Linked DNA regions of Thunnus thynnus: region 1 is linked to region 2. The links are chromatin contacts, called in public Hi-C maps. All regions are on one chromosome and are shown on one strand. The core of a region is the stretch at or near the end of the contact, and the rest is flanking DNA. Distances in the headings are between cores, read along the strand shown.

Region 1 (6,512 bases), core at 2,331-4,830, 160 kb after region 2:
GAACAGGAACAAATCTGACCCACTGGCTCAGAACTGCCAAGACACCAAGCTGAGCAAAACTCTAACCACAAGCAGGCACAGGGTCAGCCTAAACTAATACAGAGCTGTAACATCCACACAAGATGCTATAGATGATGAGATATTCCTGGGAGAAAAAGACTGGCTGGTGAGGAGGATTTGGGGCAGGATAACTAGTTTGTGAACAAATTTGTGATCTTGTGCTCTGTGAAGTATACAAAAGAAGGAAAACAGGGCATGACACTATATGAACCAGTGCGACAGAGAGGGGACATAATCCTTGTTATGGGGCAGAGAGACCACAGTAGGGGAGGGATATCCCCATTGGTCAGGGATTAGTTTGGCAGGGCCACACTGCCCCCATGTGTTGAATTTATAGACCACCTATAACCACTGATTAATATGGGTTTGAACCTGAAACTGCAAAGACTGAAATGTTTAAATTTGTTTGTTATATCCAATATAAAAGCAAACTAAATATTTTTATAATCTATCATCATTTCTATGTAACCAATTTGGAGCTGCAACTACCTCTCCAAGATGTTATACACATGTATACCACACTCAAAAACAAAGGAAAAAACAGTGCTGGTGTCATGACAAATTTGGACCTTAAAAATTGAATAACAGGCCAAAAATAGGTGAATAATCCTCAGAGTTTTCCACATGTAGAATGTTTTTAATCAGCCCACCCAAAAAATGCAAGACAAATACAACAATAAACCATCACAAATAGTCTTACAGACATATTTGTGGTTGTGTGTCACTACAAAAATCTTACTATTAATACCAATGTGTTGTACATTCGTTGTGTTCGGTCCTTACTTATCATCAATACATTAACTATTTTTCTCTGTAGCCTGAGACGAGACATTTAAATGATCTAAACACAAAGAAACGGGAATGTTGTTAAACTAAACTTCCATCATACAGTCAAATATATAAGATATTTTTTTGGGTATCCACACTGCCTACCTCATACTTGAATGTTGCGTCTAGGAGGAATTCCTGCAGCATCCTCTCTCCCAGTTCTTGACTGGCCTGATCGCTCACAAAATGAAGCACCAGCACCTCTCCCTCCAGGAAGTGACTGTGCTTCACCATCGACAACATGGCCACCCTGAACTTGTCCTGCAGGCTCCGACTTTTGTCCACCTTGGTGAACATCATGAGTGCATGGTAGCGTTGCTCAACGTCCTCGCTGTCCCCTTTGCTAAAACCTTCACTCTCTCCTCCTACGTCCCGCTCTTGCTCCTCAGATCCAGGCGGGTGTGAGAGCCTGGTGTCCACGGTTAGGTCCGCATCATTTCTGTTGCTGTTGTGGCTCGCTTGAGTCTGCTTGATCCTCTTTGTGGTGCTGGAGAAGTTCTGCTTCTCTGAGCCAAAGTAGTAAAAAGCTACAACAGCAAGTGCAGCAGCCAGGAGCAGCACAAACTGATAGGATCTGAAAGTACTGATCCTACCCATGATTCTGGCTACCAGTCTTAGGATGCCCATATCTTCCTGTTCATGTCATGAGAATGGAGGTGTAAATGGGAAAACTTTCACCATTTTGTGCCCTTCCAGTTCAGGGTAACTTTTGATTAGTTGCCAACATACACCTGCAAGAGAAATAATACTCATTTTAGTCCAAGCCTTGGGTAAAAGTGTAAAAAAACATTCCTTGTACCTTTTCTTAAACTGAAAAGGAAACTGTCTTTGTGGTCACATAACAAAAGGTTCTGGTTTGACATCCACGGGTAGATTTGAAGCTTGATAACATTACATTTTGAATAAATGCACTTCCCATCTCAGGTATAAACAAATACAGCCAATTGAATTAGTCTCTATTTAATTGGGGGTTAAAAATCACAATCATTGTTGCAAATGAAAGGGTGCATGTTGCTAATTCTCTCTTTGTATGTATGACAACAATCTTATATATGCAGAATATATACACACACATTATGAAACACACATTTTTTTTATATCAGCTGGTAATATCGTTGGCCAATGTATCAGTCGGGCTCTAGTAAATTAATTAATTCTTACTTGAACTATTATTTGTGTTTTGTTGTATTTAGGTGTTTAGATGATGATACTTATTTTTTTTGGTTTAGTTTGCACTAATGTAGTTCTTGTTTACAAATTTTAGGTCTGCAACTAATGATTACTTTCACTATCGATTATCATTTAGTCAAAAAATGTCAGATAATAGTGAAAATGTCTTGTTTTGTCTAACCCCCAATAAAAAAACAAAAACAAAGATATTCAGTGTACAATTATATAAAACAGAGAAAAGCAGCCCATCTTGACATTTAGAGAATCTGGAACCAGCAGATGTTTGGCATTTCTGCTTTAAATTTTACTAAAACGATGAATCAATTATCCAAATAGTTGCTGATTAATTTCCTGTCTATAGACTAATGGAGTAGCTATGTCACATGTTTTACATATGTCATTTAACATCTTGGGACCATGTTGGAAACACGTGTTCTCGCTTTAACATGTTATTCCTTTGCTTGGTGTGTTATGCAGATCCATAAAAATATCGAATCAAATCTTGTAATGATATGTTAGGTATTGTTTTTAGCCTAGCCAAAAGGTACAATGTTATGGTTGAAAGTGTTTCATCATGTTGTTTCCTGTCTTAATTGTGCTGTTTGCAACATACTTGCAATTAAAGTTACTCATTTCCCGAGAACTCTGCATTTATGCAGTGTTTTCTTCACATAAATATAGCACCATAAACACAGAAAGGCCCATAAATATATACCATGCATAGAAAATATAATCCACGTTTTCATATGAAGAGGACTTACTTGTGTCATGTCATGTCATGTCATGTCATGTAGCTCTCTGCAGGTCCATCTTGACAGCTTGTTTGGGGGAATTGACTGCCTCGAGTTACTGAAGTTTAAGAGGCAGTATGTTTTACTGATAGTACGATAACTACGATGAAATTCACATAATCGAAATATTTGTAGTAACAAACATACACACTGCAGCAACCTGTTGACACGCTGGCTACGAGGGATGCTAGCAAGCAGCGGCTTTAGCGCCTAGATGTGGATGGCCGAGCTGCCCTCCGACACTAAACACTGTGTTTGTTTGACCCAAGCGCGAGGCTAAGCACCATTTGTTTGTTTACAAATGTCCAATGTATATATGTGCATAGCGCTGTCGTTCTAAAACTATCGCGACGTTTGCATGACTGTGTTATTTCGAGAAGAAAAAAACAGGTGTAAAGATTTTCTGGAGAAGCCGCAAGCTAGAAGCCTAGCAACAAAATACTGTGACGCAACCTTGACCACACCCACTCTGGGTTCAGCCGTATTCCGAGTCGTGATGCCTTTACGGACTATTGGAAAATAAATGAGCTTGTAATTTTGGCATGTGAACGAAAATTCCAACATTGTCAGCCTTTTGAAAACGAATTAAAACTCTTCTTTAATTCTTTAGAAAGACTTAAATGGCTTAAAGCATAGGTTTGCATTTTTTGTGTCTAGTGCGCCCATATAAATACTGAAAGTCATAATTTTATATTTGCAAATCTGTGATCTTTGATCTAACATGGCACATTGCATCAACGCAACTTGTATTATCACTATTATTACTATTATTATTAATTGCACACTGTATATTGTTTACTCCTGGACAATACTTTGTACATTTAATCTCATTCTCTTCAATTTAAACTTGTAGCAGCTCTTCTCACTTACTTTTTTTCTTTTTTTTTTTACAGAAAATTTCTTATTTAGGACTACTTAATTTTGTGTATATTTTTGACTGTTATGCACTACAACACCAAGGCAAAATACAGTAATTTTGTGCAAAAATGCATTTAAAAGTTTATCTGAAGCTTATGTGAGGCCTCAGCGGTCTGTGTTAGTCACATCAAGTTGATATCTACCACATTTACAGTCTTTTTAGCATTTTTAAATTCCTTTTAGATTCCCTCTTTATGTTTCCTCAGACAGTGTTTCCCTGTTGAGCTGCAGTGCAAGTATAGTAACAAAAAGAGGGACTTTGGCACTAAAAAGACTGTAATGTTGAATGGTAATTACTTTATTCAGCTAATTTAATGATAATATAATAATAATAACAAACTTTATTTCTATAGTGCCTTTCAAAATGTTACAATGTGCTTCACAAAATACAGTACCATAAAATATAGGTGCAAAGACAACCAATATAGAGAAATAAAACAAACAATTTAGAGGAACAACATACACAGAAAATGCAGTAAAGAAGTAGTCAAACATAGAGAGATAAAATATAAAAAGAACAACATAAAAACATTTGAGTAGACGTTATGAAATATTATACAAATGCCAGTCTGTACAGGTGGGTTTTTAAAAGCTTTTAAACTGTGACACTGATTCAGCTGATCTGATACTGAGGGGGAGTTTGTTTTAAAATTGGGCTACTGAAGCTTCATATTAGCTTCAGATAAACTTTTAAATACATTTTTGCCCTCAATAAGGCTTGTGGATTTTGGCATCCATCACTTACATTATGAAGGGATCTTTTAATGAACCCGCCCTGAATGGGGCGCGTTGTTTTTGCTCCAGTGAAACTCACGAGTACGAGTTTACTAACAACACGTGAACGCAGCATCACTGTCACGACATTTTCGGTAGCGGCATTGTTGCTCTCTGCTCGCGGCCGTTGTCTTCTTGTCCGTTACACAAGCTAACCACCTGGTTTCTACAACAAAGATGCTAGTTTTTGCATTTGCCTAATGTTGTTTTCCTCGTAAACGTTACCTAGCCGGTCCTTTTTGTTTTAAATTCAGGCACGTCGCTAGCACAAAGCTAGCTAGCTTGATTAGCACTCGCGAAAATGAATTCCAACACGCACGTCATTCAGGTGACAAATGTCTCGCCGAGCACAACGTCCGAGCAAATGAGGACTCTGTTTGGATTCCTCGGAAACATAGAGGAGCTCAAACTGTTTCCACCTGAGTGAGTATTCTGGACAATATGTTAGTGAAACATTTTTCCTGCCAAGCTCACGCTGGGCTCTTCGTGAGGCCTGTATGGTCGAGCAGGCCTCGTGGCTCGGCATGCTAATGCTAACGTTTGCCCGCGTCTTTACGAGTGCAGCAGCAGTCACTCCCCTTAATGGTGCTACATGAGGGACACTTTATCCTGTTGTGTGGTTATGTCTGAGTGATTTAGCCCAGATTTAAATCCCCTCTCTCCCACAGACGACAGGATGTAACTAGTGCTGAAACAACTAGTGTTAGTCGAATAGTTGATTATCTGAAAACTACTAACTGTTACAATTAACGATTAGGTTAACTTAATTGTATAAGTTAAATACCTTGATGAAATGTTTTTTAGTAATGATAGTTTGTTCCAGTTTCTCCAGTGTGTGGATTTGCTTCTTTCAGGGTTATTACGACACTGTAAATCATACAGAGTTGAACTATCAGTCGATTAATCAATAGACAGAAATGTAGTCGGCTGCAATTTTGACAATCAATAATTTAGGTTAGTAATCAGTGTAAAGGCCCCCTAATCTCTGGATCCCAGCATGTCAAAAGTGAGGCTTAGCTGCTCCTCTTTTTGTTATATCATTGTAAATTAAATATATGTTTTTCAGGGTTTGGTTAGATAAAACTAGCAATTTGAAGACATCACTGTTGAATTTGGGATATTATTAGAAGCGACATTTCATACCATATCGCTCAATCAATTAATTAAACAATTATCTGTAGAATAATCTAAAGTGATTGTTGCAGCCTTATGTTTGCATATATTTGGGTTTTGGACTGCTTGTTAGACATAACAGGCTACATGAAGAGGTCAACTTGAACTCTGGATAGTTGTGAAGGGCATTTGTTACTTCATTCTTACATTTCATAGACTAAACAATTAGTCCAGTATTTGGGAAAATGTATCATATTGATTGCTCATATATGAAAACAGACATTATCACAAACATTGACTATGTTAGGAAATAATTGTTTTTTGCTTTTGTATTTTCCTCAATCGAATATGACCTGGCCACTATGCAGGTAGGAAATGTTATAGGCTGCTTGTTGGGCAAGATCAAAAAACAGGTCAGACATTGAACTTATCAGGAGACGTTGTTTTATCTTAAGGAGATACATTGAGCAAGCAGGAGAGACTGGTTTATAATCCATTATTAACTCAATTGTCCCTCGGGACACATACTAACAGTTTCAAGAAGGCATGTAGGGTGTACTTGTTTGTATTCTTTGCACAACATATCTGTATTTTCTTCCAGTGACTCTCCCTTGCCTGTGACTTCACGTGTCTGTTTTGTAAAGTTCCTTGAGTCTGAGTCGGTGGGAGTTTCCCAACACCTGACGAACACCGTCTTCGTGGACAGAGCCTTGATTGTGGTCCCTTTTGCTGAAGGTGGGTGTCTGTTTTTTTTCTTGTCTCTCTCACATGGCTATCTCTGAACATGCATCGCAATGTGTAGGTGTATTTAATAGCATTACAAAACACTATCTGAGCCATTGTGAGTTTTTTTCTGAC
Region 2 (6,019 bases), core at 718-3,217:
GTTTGGCGACAGTAACTGACATGTAAAACATTGAACTTTGCCGGATCCTACATGTAATGAAGGAGTCGTTTGGTATCTCAAACATTGCCACAACAAATTAGACTTCATAAAATGTCATCATTTAGCGAGATATAATCACTTCTACGACATTATTAGTTGTTGCCATGTCATACCCAGGAGTCGCCCCTCTTGTTGCCTCGGCCAGCCTGGAGTCTCTCCTTTATCAGAGATCTGCCCAGTCCGCCCCCTCCGCCTGCCTTCTTCTTACCCATACCAACTTCTGTTGTTGTCGCTTCACACAAAACACCGTAGAAATATCAAACTGAAAACTGCAAATGCGAGAAATGTCAGCAACAACTGTGACCCATGTGCACTAAGTATCCATGGCACTACGTTACGTTGTTGTCGTAAGAAGCGGAAGTGGAACAAACCAAGTCAGTGACGTATTCCGACAGTTATGCCTCAGCGACTCTGAACATATTACATTTAAATAGTTATTTCGTATATTAAATATAAAAATACTTCATCCTTGAAAGCCTTGTGGTGATAACTCGTTTGTTATAAGCATCTTCAGTAACGCAGCTATGGAACAGTCCACTTATTTGTCCAGCTGTCAAATGTGCCCTGAAGAAAATGGGACTATACCAACATTAGTTCCGCAGGCGTAGCGCATTTTACAGTCATTAATAAAATAGGCTACATATAAATACACTTCTCATTAATTTATTGCTAATAGATTATACATAATAAATTAAAGCTTCATATTGCGCAAAGTAACAAGTAAATCTTTCTCCACGATCACAAAACGCACTTCTGATGTGAACCAAAAGATGGCAGCATAAAGCAACATGAGGGTTACCCTGCTATCCTCACCCCACATTCATGAATATGATGAATTGACATAGTCTGACTACTATATTCTGTAGTCCGTACTCCCTATTTCTCGAAAGACAAACGCATTTAATTCAGACCACACGTTGTCCCGCGAACATTCTATAAGGAGGCTAATAATAATAATAATAATGATAATAATGATAATAATGATGATAATGATGATGATGATGATGATGATGATGGTGGTGATGATGATGATGATAACAATAACAATAACAATAACGTCATCATCATCACTATCAACAATAATGCATTTATTTTGTACTGGACTTCTCTTTCACAGCGAATCTCAAAGTGCTATAACATTAAAACATATAACATAACATAGCAAGAAAATAGCAAAAGTTAAGATGAAAAAATCTTCCTGGAAGTCTGTGCTGCCCTCAGATGTGACTGCTGATGTTGATTTAATTTCATGACAGCACGCCACGCTTCTAATTTCGAAAAAATTCTTTAGTAACACATTAAAGGGAAGATTACTTCTGTCAAATCTAACTTAAAAAACTGTGAGAAACAAAGTGAACACATTTAACAAAGAAAACATGATTTTGGTTTGTGGTGGGAATGTGGCAGCCTATTGATGCTTAAGAAAAATCATGGATATTTTAATATAGAAATGTTGTCTGCTTGGGCTCAGCAGTGACTTTATAATGAAAATTTCATATCTTATCATTATATCATTGATAAGATATGATAACCTGGTTATAATATCCCAGCAGAAAGTAACTGCTTGTGTAGTAAGATTTTAAAATGATTTCTGTATGTAAAATATAAAATGTAATAACATTCCAGTCATCTTTTGTAAGAAACTGTATGATGTTATTAAATGTTACTGTGTAATTGTTGCATTAAACTAATAATTCAGTGTTTGTGTCTGTACTTTAATTTATTTCCAAATAATTAATCTTACATATGTTCAAAATGATGCTGCAGTCATTTGAAAACAAGCAAGCAAACGTGAGAGTTTTGTATTAATGAACGCAGTCAACCCAAATGTATACGACTATTTTCATTTGGTTCAGTCCCCCCTACAGTCACACTGAAATGGTTTTTCCCAGTATATAAACCTCGAGGTTCGTTCCCCCTTCAGTAGACTGTAATCTGTACCACAAAGATTCAGGCTGTGGGACACCACAATGGACAAGAGCACTCCAGAGGATGCACAGATGAAGTACGGTGTCTTTGCGTTCAGTTCTCATAGAGTAGCTCATAAATGACCTGACAGTAAACACTTGTAGAATTTAGTAGTAATAAAAAGTTTTTTTTCTTTCTCTCTCAGTAGACTTTGTTCCTGTTGACAGCGATAAAATGCTGCCTTGGAAGAAGAATAAGTTTGACCTGATAGAGGAAGATAAGCAGTCCAAGCAGAAGGGCTATGCGGTGAGTCTCAACTATTCTGCGCTCACCTCCTTCGCGAAGTCCTGCCCCGAGAGCGCACTCAACAGGGTGGGCAGCATGTTCAAGTCAAAGAGGAAAAAGGTGAAGATCACCAGCGAGGACCCTACATACACGGTGCTTTACCTGGGGAATGCCACCACCATCCAGTCCAAAGGTGACGGCTGCACGGACGTGGCGGTGAGCAAGATCTGGGGAAAGAGCGAAATGGGCAAGAACGGCACCAAGATGAGGCTGACGGTCAGCTCGCAGGGGATCCGGATGGTGCATGTGGACGATAAGGCCAGGCGGCCGGGACACTTGTACTTGCTGCACCGGATAACTTACTGCGTCGCGGACCCGAGGCTACCCAAGATTTTCGCTTGGATTTACAGGCACGAGATGAAGCACAAGGCCGTGATGCTGCGCTGCCACGCAGTGCTGGTGTCCAAGCCGGAGAAGGCAAAGGCCATGGCACTGCTGCTGTACCAGACCTCAGCAACAGCCCTGGCTGAGTTCAAAAGACTAAAACGGAGGGACGATGCCAGACACCAACAGCAACAGCTAATAGGGGAACAAACCATCCCGTTGGTTCCCCTCAGGAAGCTCCTGAACGGACAGTGTTACTACAAACCCCCGGTGGAGCGCAGCCGGAGCGCGCCCAAGCTGGGCTCCATCACGGAGGACTTGGTCGGGGAGGAGGAGGAGGAGAAAGCGATGCACTTCGAATGTGAGGACATTCTGGACACGGACGATGATTGTGTTACTAATGGTAAACAGGAGTTGACTCAGATTATTAATGACTTGGGGGAGATGAGCATAGGAAACGATGTGCAGACACTGAAAGCTGACCTCAGAGTCACCAGACTTCTCTCTGGAGAGAGCACGGGGAGTGAATCCTCCATAGAGAGCAACCAGGAGCCCCCTCTGCTCACTAATGGGTTTGAAGAGGTGAAGGTGCAGGAAATTGCCTGAATAATTAGGCATTTCTGTGCTCCTCTGACTCATTGTTTTGTTGAGCTATGATGTCTCCACAAAAAAACATTTCCTCTTTCGTCAACCTTGTGCTGGAGTGTTTTTCTAATTTGTGCCTCCATGACTAATTTAAAGGATCCAGAAAAGATCCTCAGAGATTCTGGGACAATAACCAGCACAAGTTAGCTACAGAATTATATTTTAGGATTGTATACACCCATAAAAAATTGGAAAACAAGTGCATGCCCATTTGAGAGATGGCTGGTTGAACCGACAAAACCCCAGTGCGCCTTAGGACGCACAGCACTAATTCCATCTCTTTTATTTAAGAGGATTTGTTGTAGCCTCAAGCTTGTTTACCTACCTTTTTTTCTCTCGTGAAAATGGCATTTTTCTGTTGAAAAATGTCCATCATGATAAAAAAAAAAACACTCTGTTTTTAAAGCACGTCTCGTTTTTTTTTCATAAGTGGTTCAATGGGCCTAATCAGGCACCCTTTAATGTTCATGTCAGGGCGCTTTTGTGACAGCCTGTTCAATTATTTTATTTTTTGCACTGTTGTGGAATTCATTCAAGTATTATGTTGATTACCATGTACATAATGTCTGTTGGTATGTTGTCTGAAACATAAATGTCATATCTTTGCTGTGCAAAAGAAACAACACCTTTATGTATTAAGATGTAAAGTAAGATGTTTTAAGTATAAATATGTTATTTTTTAAAGAATAAAAAATGTGGTTTGTTATGTGAACCTCACAGGAACCTCATTATCAATAAAAAAAAAGGAAGTGATATGAATGTGTCATAGTTCATTATGTATGTGTATATTTGTGTTGGAAAACAAGTAGGCCATGTCTTCCTTCAGTATGAGCAGGGACTTACCTTTCTCAAATTGAGGTCAGATTTACACTACTGAGAAAAAAGTCACAGACAGAGACTACATTTTACAACTGTAGGCTATAAGCATTATCAGTGTTATCACTGTAGTATCTATGCTGCTTTTAAATATGCATTTCATTCAGTAGTCTTGGACGGATGCTTATGTCCTTTCACCAAATTGCTTCTAGGGAACAGGCTGTAGTTGAACTTATTTAGTTAGGGTACTGAAGGCTCATTCATTCTTGCTGGCCTCAGGGGAAGGAAGGCCACACAGGAGGACGTCACCACAAGCGCAAGCAGTTAGAACATCACATGGCTCTTAATGACAAGGAAGCAGAAGCGCCAGAGCTCCCTTAATAAGATACTGATGGCTTTTTATTTGCTATTACGTCTGTCCTCCTTTGATTGTAAGCTACAGAAAATATCTTAAGAGTTAAAAGAAGTACTGTAAATCTACAATGTATTAGTATGAGTCTGAAATCATATATTATAACCAGCAGGTATATGTTTGCCCCATTAATTAGTAGTGTTATGTGTCTAGTTTGACAAAATGAATTGGATATACTTCCTTTGTGCAGTTCAACTTATCGGAAATTATCAGTTCATAATTGAATTTGACCTTGATAAAAGATTAGATTAGTTCCTTCTTTTAAATGCCAGTACATTACGCTTAATATCTGATATATACTGCATCGGCAAGGAGACAGTCACAATCACTTCTCATTCCAGCACATGTGGCCTGTGGTCAGTGAGGGATGTGACTTGGCAACAGTGACACCACTTCTCACATTGCTCTAAATGCGGAAGACATGTCACTGTCACTGTCTCTGTCACTTCCTTTTCACAGACAGACACAGGCCTACACAAAACGCCACACAGTTCCAGTTGCCGTTCATTTGGCCCCAGACTGAAATAACAGTAACAACTCAAACACACAGATATTGATGCATTAAGCCATTAGCTCTGCGCGCCTGTCTGCCAGGGCTGTACCCTGGAGCCCTACAGCATGCAGAGATGCTCCTCCAGAGCCGGGCGTATTCTCACTAACACCACTAGAACCAATGCTGCACACATACAGGGCTGAATAAGACATGAGGAGGGAGAAAACAGGCTACCCAGAGGTGGATATGGGGATTCTTATCTGGACAGACTGTGTGTTCACCAGCTGACACGATCCCATCGGCCATGCTGAGGTATTCACTGAAAACAAAAACAAAAAAATCCCACCATGGATTCAGAGACAGAAGGTTAATGTATTTCAGCCGGTGGTTGGTCCTATGAAAGGCTTCACAGCGGCTCATTATGAATTGATGTGCTTTCAAGAGGCGTACAGACATGCTAAATTGAGATTGTTGCTATATTTGTGTCTTCCTACGGTATGTGGAAATTGTGCATGTGAGTTGAAATAGCAACAGAGCGCAAAAAAATCACACTTTTAGTTTCTCTTCCTCATGCAGTTTGATGGCCTGCCTACAACAGCTGCAGCCTCACAGAAGCCACTCTTACTTACTGTGAAGACAGTATGACATCATCAACATGTGCCCAGCTTAATGTAATTAGTGACACAGATAGCCAGTGCTCCTAACACACAAACATAAAGAGAGGAACAGGCCATTTGTCTGCTGTTCCAATTTTTAGTCGAATCTTTCTCCCTGACCTACATTCTCATGTGGCCTCTCTTGTGTCCCACCGCTGCAAAAGCAATCGTGTTCTCACAATCTCCCAGGCTTTCCTGGATATCAGACACATGTGCAGCCAGCCTATTCATACAATTAAAGGTTTGATGGTGTTTGTTGACAACAAGCGGTTGTAGAACACGTTTCAAGCTGCCAAGGAAGAGAGTGGAGTTCCTGATTGATAAGAGAGAATGAAAAGAGGCGTTTTGACATTCACACGT

Evidence for each region. A called contact is a pair of places that touch in the nucleus more often than the background predicts.
Region 1: a Hi-C map of heart shows a contact between it and region 2, with 6 times the contacts expected there. The contact joins the promoter of xxylt1 here to the promoter of fam43a in region 2. A contact is called at or near these places in 3 of 3 Hi-C or Micro-C datasets (heart and muscle).

Annotation. Positions count from the first base shown.
Region 1 is chr8:16,853,138-16,859,649 of fThuThy2.1, forward strand. It overlaps xxylt1 (xyloside xylosyltransferase 1), which reads right to left and starts at 3,581. Exons shown (of 6, transcript XM_067596794.1): 1 at 2,997-3,581; 2 at 2,820-2,907; 3 at 994-1,619. The coding sequence starts at 1,515. The region is part of intron 2 of ptger3 (prostaglandin E receptor 3 (subtype EP3)); the gene reads right to left. srsf11 (serine and arginine rich splicing factor 11) reads left to right here and starts at 4,602. Exons shown (of 12, transcript XM_067596797.1): 1 at 4,602-4,964; 2 at 6,256-6,389. The coding sequence starts at 4,843.
Region 2 is chr8:16,695,111-16,701,129 of fThuThy2.1, forward strand. It overlaps fam43a (family with sequence similarity 43 member A), which reads left to right and starts at 1,968. Exons shown (of 2, transcript XM_067596792.1): 1 at 1,968-2,065; 2 at 2,174-4,035. The coding sequence starts at 2,203. The coding sequence ends at 3,243. lsg1 (large 60S subunit nuclear export GTPase 1) reads right to left here and starts at 522. Exons shown (of 14, transcript XM_067596787.1): 1 at 174-522. The coding sequence starts at 272.